Regions from separate parts of the Rattus norvegicus genome. Here region 1 is linked to region 2. A link is a contact called in public Hi-C data. All regions are on one chromosome and are shown on one strand. The core of a region is the stretch at or near the end of the contact, and the rest is flanking DNA. Distances in the headings are between cores, read along the strand shown. Region 1 overlaps Dab2ip (DAB2 interacting protein). Region 2 overlaps Dab2ip (DAB2 interacting protein).

Evidence for each region. A called contact is a pair of places that touch in the nucleus more often than the background predicts.
Region 1: a contact with region 2 is called in a Hi-C map of psoas muscle, with 1.5 times the contacts expected there. The contact joins two enhancer-like sites. A contact is called at or near these places in 5 of 12 Hi-C or Micro-C datasets (Schwann cells, kidney, mammary epithelial cells and 1 more).

Annotation. Positions count from the first base shown.
Region 1 is chr3:39,448,471-39,453,037 of GRCr8, reverse strand. All of the region lies in intron 3 of Dab2ip (DAB2 interacting protein), which reads right to left. Among named protein-coding and RNA genes, the nearest start is that of Dab2ip, 140 kb to the right of the region's middle. Within about 2 kb of position 3,112, at least 23 of the 93 cell types and tissues checked have an H3K27ac peak or open chromatin away from gene starts, as enhancers often do.
Region 2 is chr3:39,400,906-39,405,472 of GRCr8, reverse strand. All of the region lies in intron 2 of Dab2ip (DAB2 interacting protein), which reads right to left. Among named protein-coding and RNA genes, the nearest start is that of Dab2ip, 90 kb to the right of the region's middle. Within about 2 kb of position 2,997, at least 2 of the 93 cell types and tissues checked have an H3K27ac peak or open chromatin away from gene starts, as enhancers often do.

The DNA.
Region 1 (4,567 bases), core at 1,863-4,362, 47 kb before region 2:
AAAGAGAACCCAAGAACACTCACCAAACATGATGAGAAGAGTGATTCCAAAGAGAGTTGAGGCCCAAAGGCCCCGGCTACCTAAGCTCTTCACCCCGCCTGGTTCCCAGGAGAAACTCCAGAAAGACCAGGAGTAGGACATTTCCAAGCTCTCACCCTGCCTCGTCTCCCTAGGGAAAGTGTCTCCACCTCTATCCCCAGGCAGAGTCCAATATCCCTGCATGGCACAGTGGACACCTAGAGCTTGACCCCAGCCACCTCAGCGTGTCATCCTGCCGTGACACCATCATCTCCTTGGACTGTCTAGGGACATTTCAAGGCCCTTGCCAAGGTGTTCTTGACTCTGTAAGTGGGCTCAGTGGACCACAGGTATGCCCAGGGACATACCTAGGTGTCCCTTTAGTCTGGTGTGGGATAGTTACTGATTGCCTCCCAACCCTGCCACAAATACTTCCCAGAGCAGCCTCCATGGCCTTGGAAATAAGAATGCTTGTAGAGAATGATCATAAAATAAAAATCAAGACTCAGCTAAAAGGGGAGTGTTCCCATCCCATAGAAAGCAGCTTACCTTGACTAACCCAGTCTACAGGCCTTCACCTCTGGGAGGCCGTCCTTCCTTATGATGGAAAATGGGAATGCACACAGCCTCATCTTCTCTACCTAAGACCCAGGTGCCACTCCATGCGGTTGGCTGTTTGCATCAGAGTGACAGTTAACCTGAGGACTGTTGTCCTCTCCAACCCATTAGGCCATTCTTTTGATACCTAGTTAAATGTACTGATCTCATGCAGATCAGACTCGGGCATGGATGCACATGCAATCCTAGAACCTGGAAGGCAGAGGCAGGACCAAGAGCCCAAGGACAGGCTCTACCACATAGAAAGTTCAACAACAAAAACCAATAAGCAAAATGCCGTGACATGAGCCAAACTAGTAAGCCAAGTGTTGCTTGCCGTTTGGGCCCTGTTGTTGCTGAACAAATTACCCAACAGCGTGTTGTAGGCCTGCAGGCCTGTAGTCAGCCCTGGTGGCCTCCATGCCCTGCCTTATTCTAGGCCTCCCTGTCAACTTCTCTGCTGCTCCTGGTTTCTCCCTGGTCCACTGACATTCCTAAAGGCCTTTCTCTACTTGGTCCAGATCTATCCTCCCTGTTTCTACAGCAAGGCTCCCAAAAAAACATTCTCTGACAAACGATTCCAGACAGCGGCACCCCTCATCCAAATAGGATCAAAAGGACAGGTCACTTTGGATAGACACTTGAAGATTTCTTTTTTTTTTTAATTTATTTATTTATAAGTACACTGTAGCTGTCTTCAGACACACCAGAAGAGGCCATCAGATCCCATTACAGATGGTTGTGAGCCACTATGTGGTTGCTGGGATTTGAACTCAGGACCTCTGGAAGAACAGTCAGTGTTCTTAACTGCTGAGCCACCTCTCCAGCCCCGAAGATTTCTATTTATGGAGGACACATGTTGAATAAGCACGTACACTGAGCTGCCAGCTCTAAGCAGTATAGCCACCACCAGGGATGGACGGCTTTTTGGCCACACAAGTTCCATGTCAGCACCCTCTAGGAGACAGAAGCAGCAGACACAGTGGGGAAGGAGCGGACTAAAGGAAATGTGGGCCAGCCTTATCACCTATCAAATGGGCTACCCTGTGGTTACACTGCATTGGTACCTACCCTTTCTGAGCAAGAATATAATAGCTGAATGCCTCCCTTTTATATCATCCTTGAGCCTGCCGACCTCCAGAGAGCAACAGAGCTACCAGGCCTCAAACTACAACAGCAGGAGGCAGCCAGGAGCATCATGAGTAGCAAATCAGTAAGAGGACAGCTACCAGCAAGCCATGCTCCTACACTACAAGCAAGGCTAGAATCTCAGGAGAAAAAACATGTCAAAGAAAAGCAGGGGGTGCTCTCAAGTCCCCACGTAGCCATCTGTTGCTAAGCCACACACTTAGGTAGTACACCAACCACTGGCTTCACATCCCTTTTGATTCTGATGTACCTGACTATGGTTAAGGAAACAGAGGACTGGAGATGGCCATCACAGTCCCTCTTTTTCCCACACTAGGGGCTGGATACACTCGCATGGTCATTTTGCCATCTGGTCCAAGGAATCCCAGCAGATCAAACCGACCCCCTTAAAGCAGGTGTGTGTGCACCAGGCCAGGAACTGGGCCAGCTCAACCCTTCCAGTAACCACTCTATGGGGCAGTTCACCTTTGCTCATGGTGAGCCACTCCTGGTAGGCCTGCTCATTTCCTGTCTGAGCCCTGTTCAGTGGTCACTCGTCCAGCACAGTGGCACACACTTGTAATCCTAGCACTCAGAAGGCTGAAGCAGGAGAATTAAGTTTCAGACTAGCCTAGAATTATAGGCTACAGAGCAAGATGCTTTTGTAAAAAGAAAGAAAAAAAAATGAAGAAAGAAAGAAAGAGAGAGAGGGGGAGGGAGGGAGGGAGGGAGGGAGGGAGGGAGGAAGGAAGGAAGGAAGGAAGGAAGAAAGAAAGAAAGAAAGAAAGAAAGAAAGAAAGAAAGAAAGAAAGAAAGAAAGAATCAAACATAGATCCTACCATTTCCATAGGCCTCTCCAATTCACACTGAAAACTGACTTTAGCCAATGTCACAGTTCATAGGCACCACCGGGGCAGGGGAGGCTTGGGTATAAGAGCTCCAATCCCAAACTCTTCTCTGCTTGTCTGCTGATGCATCGGGTTCACCAACCCTACAGAAACCGTGTACTGAAATGTACCAACTGTCAAGTAACTATAGGAACTTCAGGTAATAGCAGGGCCCTGGCCTGTCACCTGGTGATCCTGTCTGGAACATGGTGAAGGCATCTTGCAGGCTGTCTTACCTGCCCCTAGTACAGTAACAAGTAAGAACCAAGAAGGCTCCCCCTGAAGACTACCACAGCAACAGACCTGGTTTCTGACAACCTCTCCAGCTGTAGCCAACACTCTTAGCACCAGACAGCACAGGAGTCAGGCAGAAGGGAGGTGAGCAACCACAAGTCTGCTGGAGGGGAGGCGGTAAGGCCCAAGCGCAGCTCCACCCAGCCCAGCTGGACAACCAGAGCAAAGGCCAGACTCCAGAGAGCAGAATGCTGCAAGCAGTTCCTGCTTCCCCTGTTCACAGGCCATGGGGCCTGCAGAGAGCAGCACTGCCACCCTCATCACTGAACTAACAGCAGCAGCAGTGGTGGCAGCATCACCATTCCCCCCACTTGCTGGTCTCCTGCTTGAGCCAGACCTATCCAACTGCTTCCAAGTTCCGTGCTGGTAGTGACTATCTGGGTAGAGCTGCCATTACTGGAAACGTGAGTCCCTCGCAGGCCGGGCACCTGTGACAACCACTCCATCTAGTACTGGTAGCAGCCCCTCCCTGGGCCCAGGAGGATTAACTGGCCCCCTTCTGCTCAGCCTCTACCAAGGCCACTCACCATGCCTGAACAGAGCTGCTGGTTTCACCAGGCTGGGGACAGAGGCTAGCCTAGCCACCTAGCCACTGGCTGTTTCCCGTCAAACTCAGTCCAGCTCTGTGCTGTATTTCTAGACACAGCACTCTGGTCCTACCCACTGGGACCAACCATGGCTAGCTAGTTAAACAAAAAGCAATGTTCCAACTCTCTGTAATGTTCTCTTAAAGGGCCAGTGTCCCAAGTCTGTGAGACCTTAAAGCTACAGATCCCTTTTTCTTTACAGGAAGCAGGAAAAGTGAAACAGCCCATGAGTCATCATCAGATTATGGGCCTTCGGCTTCTAACAGAGACTTCAGGCAAAGTTTCTAAGAGTCAAAATCTGAATTTCACTTAAAGGTTCCAAAGCATGTGAAACAGAAACAGTAAAACTAATTCTCATGTAGAGACTATAAATGGGGGGGGAACACTGCCAGTTCTGGAAAATCATGGCTTACCAGGGCCAAGACTTAGCACTCCGAGCACTGCCTGCTTTACTCCCCAGGACGGCAGCACCAGCATCCAACTCCCAAATGGACAAGCTGAGGTCAAGAGAAAGACAGCTTCTCCAGGATTCCACAGCACAATTCTGCTCACAGGCCCGTGTCAGCTGAGGACCCCCCACCCCTGCAGTAGCAGCTCCCTTCCAAAAGACCAACTTTCTCTTGCCCCAGCCTTAGGTCCCACAAGATTCACATTCTTCAATATCTTTCTCTTCCACTAAGACAAGATGGCACCAATCGTGTTTCTACAGTGCCTGGCCACTGGGCTTTCAGGCTGAGCCATACAACCCTCAAGTCTCTTCTGTCACATCCTCTACCTTACCCTAGACCCCAAAGGAGGTGAATGCCAGGAGTCATGAAGGGGAAGAGGATGGGTGCAGGCTCTGCAGATGCATGACACTCTCACAGACCCCCCAGTTACTCCACAAACACGTTGTGTGGATAGAGCAAGAGGAGAGCGCCAAGACTCAGACACAGAGTATGCTCATAGGGATGGAGGGGAGCCACAGAACGGGGGTTCTTCTGCATCCCCCAAGCTTGAGCAAGGGAAGAGGGAGGGAAAGATGTTGGACTGTCTGGCCCTGAGTGTCTGGGTTTA
Region 2 (4,567 bases), core at 1,748-4,247:
AGCTGCTACCAGCTTTCCGAAAGCCTCACAACCCACCATGCAGATGGGAAATTCGAGGCTCAGAGAGGACAAACCTTGCTTAGGGTCACACAGCCAAGGAACAGCAGTGTTGAGTTCAGCCTGTGTAGGCCACTCCGCAACCACCCACGAGGCCCTGAACAAGCACCTTAGCCGTTCTGTGACACAGTTTCTTCATTCCTACAATGAAAAGGTTGTTCTAGACGCTAGCTAACCTCTAAACCCTCTGTTTCTTGGGCACATTCCTCCACCATACCAGTGGGAATTCATTTGCTGTGATAACAAAGGAAAGAGACCTTTTGGGAACAGTGGGTAACCCTAAGATGGTCAGATAGTCCTAGCCTCCCACACACCCAACAGTCTGGGCTAGCCCCAGGGCAAGGCAGGGAAAAGTGCTAACCAATGGGGAACAACCAAACTGCAAGGGCAGCAACACCCCTGAGCCCCAAGGCAGCGGGCATGACTAAGTGCCTTCTCACTAGGAAAACAGACACAGTTGAATACGACACCACAGGCATTGTCCTCCTATAATTTGGCAGTTGCAGGCTGCACTGACCTGGGAGTCCTGGCCTCAGAAGGCTGAGACGCAGAGACAAGTCTAGGCAAGGGCTGCTGGGCTGCTGGGGCTCCTAGGATCTGGCTGACCAGTCAGAGTTTTCATCTCAGTCAGAGTTGGTAGTCACAGTGGCCTCACACATAGAATGAAGGGTCCTCAGGTTTGAGGAGGCAGCTGCTCCCCACTTCATCCCCATCTAATTAATTTGCTCCTACTGCCTCCCCCTCCCCTTCACGCCAGCAGCCCCTAGCAGGTGCCTAAGGCAGGCACTGAGGATTCCAAGGAATCTGAAGCTGGCCCTGCCCTTGAGAAGGTCATGATGAGCTGGTGGAAGAGAGGCACACAGCGGATCGTTAGTGACAGAGCGGAGAAGGAGAAGGACATGAGGCTCATATCCTGAAGTCGGGGAGGGAATGTCTGCCCAGGAAGGCCAAAGCAAAGGACGGAAGGCTGGCAAAAAGATTAACCAGTACAAAGGCAGAGGCTGAGGCAGGCCTGCGAGGACCTGGATGCCTGGATGCCAGTGGGTGGAGAAATGGATCCACCCACTCCCACGAGAGGCCATCTAAGGCGCTAGGGCAGGGGAGGGGCATGGCTCCTCTCAGACGCTCCACAAGTAATTCTACAGGCAGTGGTTCATCGAGATGTTAGACTTGTGTAGGAAACACATGTCAGAATCCGCCACCTCCACAGAAGGCCTCCTGGCTTCAGAAACCATTCCTGCCCAAGGACTCACATGTAATTACATCTGTAATCCAAACCCAGTGCCACGTGCTCACTTTGTATTCACAGCAGGAAAAAGTGTGTTCAGGGGTGGAGGGATGTGGTTCCTTTGGCACAGTGCTTGCCCAGCCTACACAAAGCCTGTAGTTTGATTCCCCAGTACTGTATAAACCAGGCATGAGGGTGTATGCCTGTCCTCTTAGCACTTAAGAAGTGAGGCAGAAGACCAAGAGCCCAAAAAAGAAAGGGCACGGGGCTCGGGAGATGCCTGTCAGGAAAGTATATGCCACACAAAAATGAGAACCTAAGTCTAATCCCTAGAGGCCATGAGAGGAAGAAAAAAAAAAAGTCAGGCTCAGTGGCACATGCTGGAAAAGTAGAGACAGACACACCCCCGGGGCTCACTAGCTAGTCAGCTTAGACCCCAGTAAACTCCAGGCTAATAATGAGAGAGAGAGACCCTATGTCTCAGGGACAGGAAGTGAGGGGAGAGCAGGAGAGAAGGGAGAGAAGCTGAGAAGGGATCTCAAAGTCAACACGCATGTGCAAGCACACAAACACTGATGGATACACACATGTGCAAGCACACAAACACTAATGGATACACACATGTGCACACACACAAACATTAATGAATACACACATGTGCACACTAATGGATACACACATGTGCACAGACACAAACACTAATGCATGCATACACACACACACACACACACAGAGCCAGCTGAACCCTATCTCCATCTAGGGTCCTGATCCAGGAAGGGGACAGGGCCTGCAGGACCACAGGGTGGGTACAAAGAACCTCTCAGGCACCTGCTGCCCATGTGCTGAGCCGGCGAAGGCAGGAGAAGGCAGCATGGATTCTGATGTCAGCCCTGACCCTTCCTAACTGTGTAACCCAGAACAGTGTGCCTCCTCTCTGTGAGTCTGGCACTCCTCCTCCATGAGGAGGAGACTAATAAATGACACTGGCTAGCACAGAGTGGCCACAGGCAGCTAGCAAGGTCCATGAAGCCTTCTGCATCCAAGTGCTGGAAGGAGGCAGCGTTAGCGGGCCCTTCTCTTTGTTCAATGTAGTCATCTTGGAAAGTGAAATGTGTGTGGCCTAGGGTTGTAAGGAGGAAATGAACACTACTGCAGTCTGCCCCAGGGAGCTGCAAAAAAACAGGTTTATGATTCTCTACCATATAGTCCCTATGGTCAGCCATGCTGAGCTAGGGACCCTGTGCAGAGGACCTGGCCTATCATCTGCCTTACTTGGGATGCCCTCCTATTCCCTCCCAAAGTAGTGGGAAAGCTAACAAGGAGCCCAGGGGGTCTGCAGATAGTTCAGTATGGCAGGATCTAAATATTTGGTATCCCCCGCCTGGTGACTGCAGGGCCCTAACCCTTCCTGTCAACTCACACTAGCCCCTCACTCTGAGCCTTTCCTGATACAAGCCTGCTGTGGCCCCAAACCTTGGTCCTCCAAGGACCCCAAAGATCAAAGCAGAGGTCCAGGTGTCTGAAGAACTCAGGCCAAGCCAGCTCAGCCAGCCCCAACCGTCATTAGTCAACTGGATGCTCCTTGACCAGTGTTACTGTCACCACAGCTCATCCTGCAGCCTTCATACCTCAATGGCTCTCTGTGGCCATAGGTACAAACTAGGACTTCAGCTCTCACTGCGGAAAGTCACCCAGATGTCCACTTGCTGCCCTCTGCTGCCCCCCGCTGGTAGGAAAACACCCTGCAGACTGGCCAGCTCTGTCCCTCTTACTGTCCTCTTAGAACACTAGCTCTGGTTCCCTAAGCCTCTTACTCTCTCACCTCTCTCCAACTCCAGGTCCTGGCAGCACCTCAGCGCTCAGTCAAGGATGCTGACGCTTTGGGGCAGTGAGAGACAGTGCGAAGGGGAGAGACAGGCCCCACCACCTGGGGTTCTGGGGAAAGTAGGGGAAGCGTTTACCCTAAAACACAAGCAGCAAGGGTTAGACACTGAGTGGCTAAATGTCGACCTGCAAGCTTACGAGCCCTCACAGCTGCCCTGTTTGGAAATGAAGAAAGCGGTCTGGAGACAGGTGACTTGCCCACCGAGGGGAGCAGTGGCCAAGAATCAGATGGGCTCCTTACCAGGTGCTCTGTCGGGAGAAGTCAGCACTATCTTCCCGGAGCACACACAGGTGGAGAGGAAAATCCCTCAGACCACTCCATCTCCCAAGCCCCAGTCTCTGACCCCTGCATGCCATCCCGAGCGAGAAAACCTAAAGGAGCCTGAGACACAGGCTGAGAAGCAGCCTTCACACCTTAGCCGTCACAAGGGAGGGTCTGGCAGAGAACAGGGGACACTCTGGAAGTTTCTAGAACTGAAAAGGTAGTACGGAACTGTGCTTCTTCTCCTCCCTCTCCATGTTCCTATCCAGCTGCCCGAGGCTGGGCTACTGCTTCCTTAACTGAGCAAGCAGACCCTGACGAGGACATCTTAGCTCAAGGGATGGAGGGTGAGGTGAGAACAGCAGTTGGCCTGATCCTTTAACCCACCCTGAATCCCTGATCTGTCCAAATCTGTCTACTGATGGCACCCTGACTCCCTGCCTGAGCCCAAGTACCGACAGTCTCATCCGCCTCATGGTCCTGGCCCCTTGTTCATTCAGACAGGAGACTGCTACTGTCCCCCAGCCCTGCCCCATCCTGAACAACTCCAGCATCTGGTGCTCTGACCGAATTCCCTCTCTAGAAAAGGACCTCCCCCCACAGAAGGCGCACACGCTGAGAATGGCAGACTCTCCGACCAACTCACCCACCTTCTGCACGTCTGTTCACACGTGGGGAGACTACAGGAGTAGGGAGATGACAGAGCAGCTGAAAGTCTCAAGGGGGCACCCCAGAAACCACCACCCTTAGCCGCCATCCCCTATAGCAGCTCCCCGCATCCTATATAGGAGGAAGTGCAAAAGCTTCTGTGCTCTCACTGAAGCCCCTCGCATTTCTCCCTCAGCTTTTCTTTCATGCTTCCAACACTCCAAGCAGGACCACTGGTTTGTTCATGCTTGGTTATGTCTTCCTCTAACTACTATCTCCTTTGTTGAGAAACTCCTGCATGTCCCTTAAAGTAAAGGGCCCCCACTGTAAGAATTCTCCCATCTTCTTCAGCCAGACAGCTTCCGCACAGCACCCCAGGCACACCACCACTGAATTAGAAACACATAGTTCATGCACAGCCTGGCACTAGCAAAAGTGAATCGTGAAGACCTGCTTCTCGAAACATGTGCACTCAACACAGTGCTGAG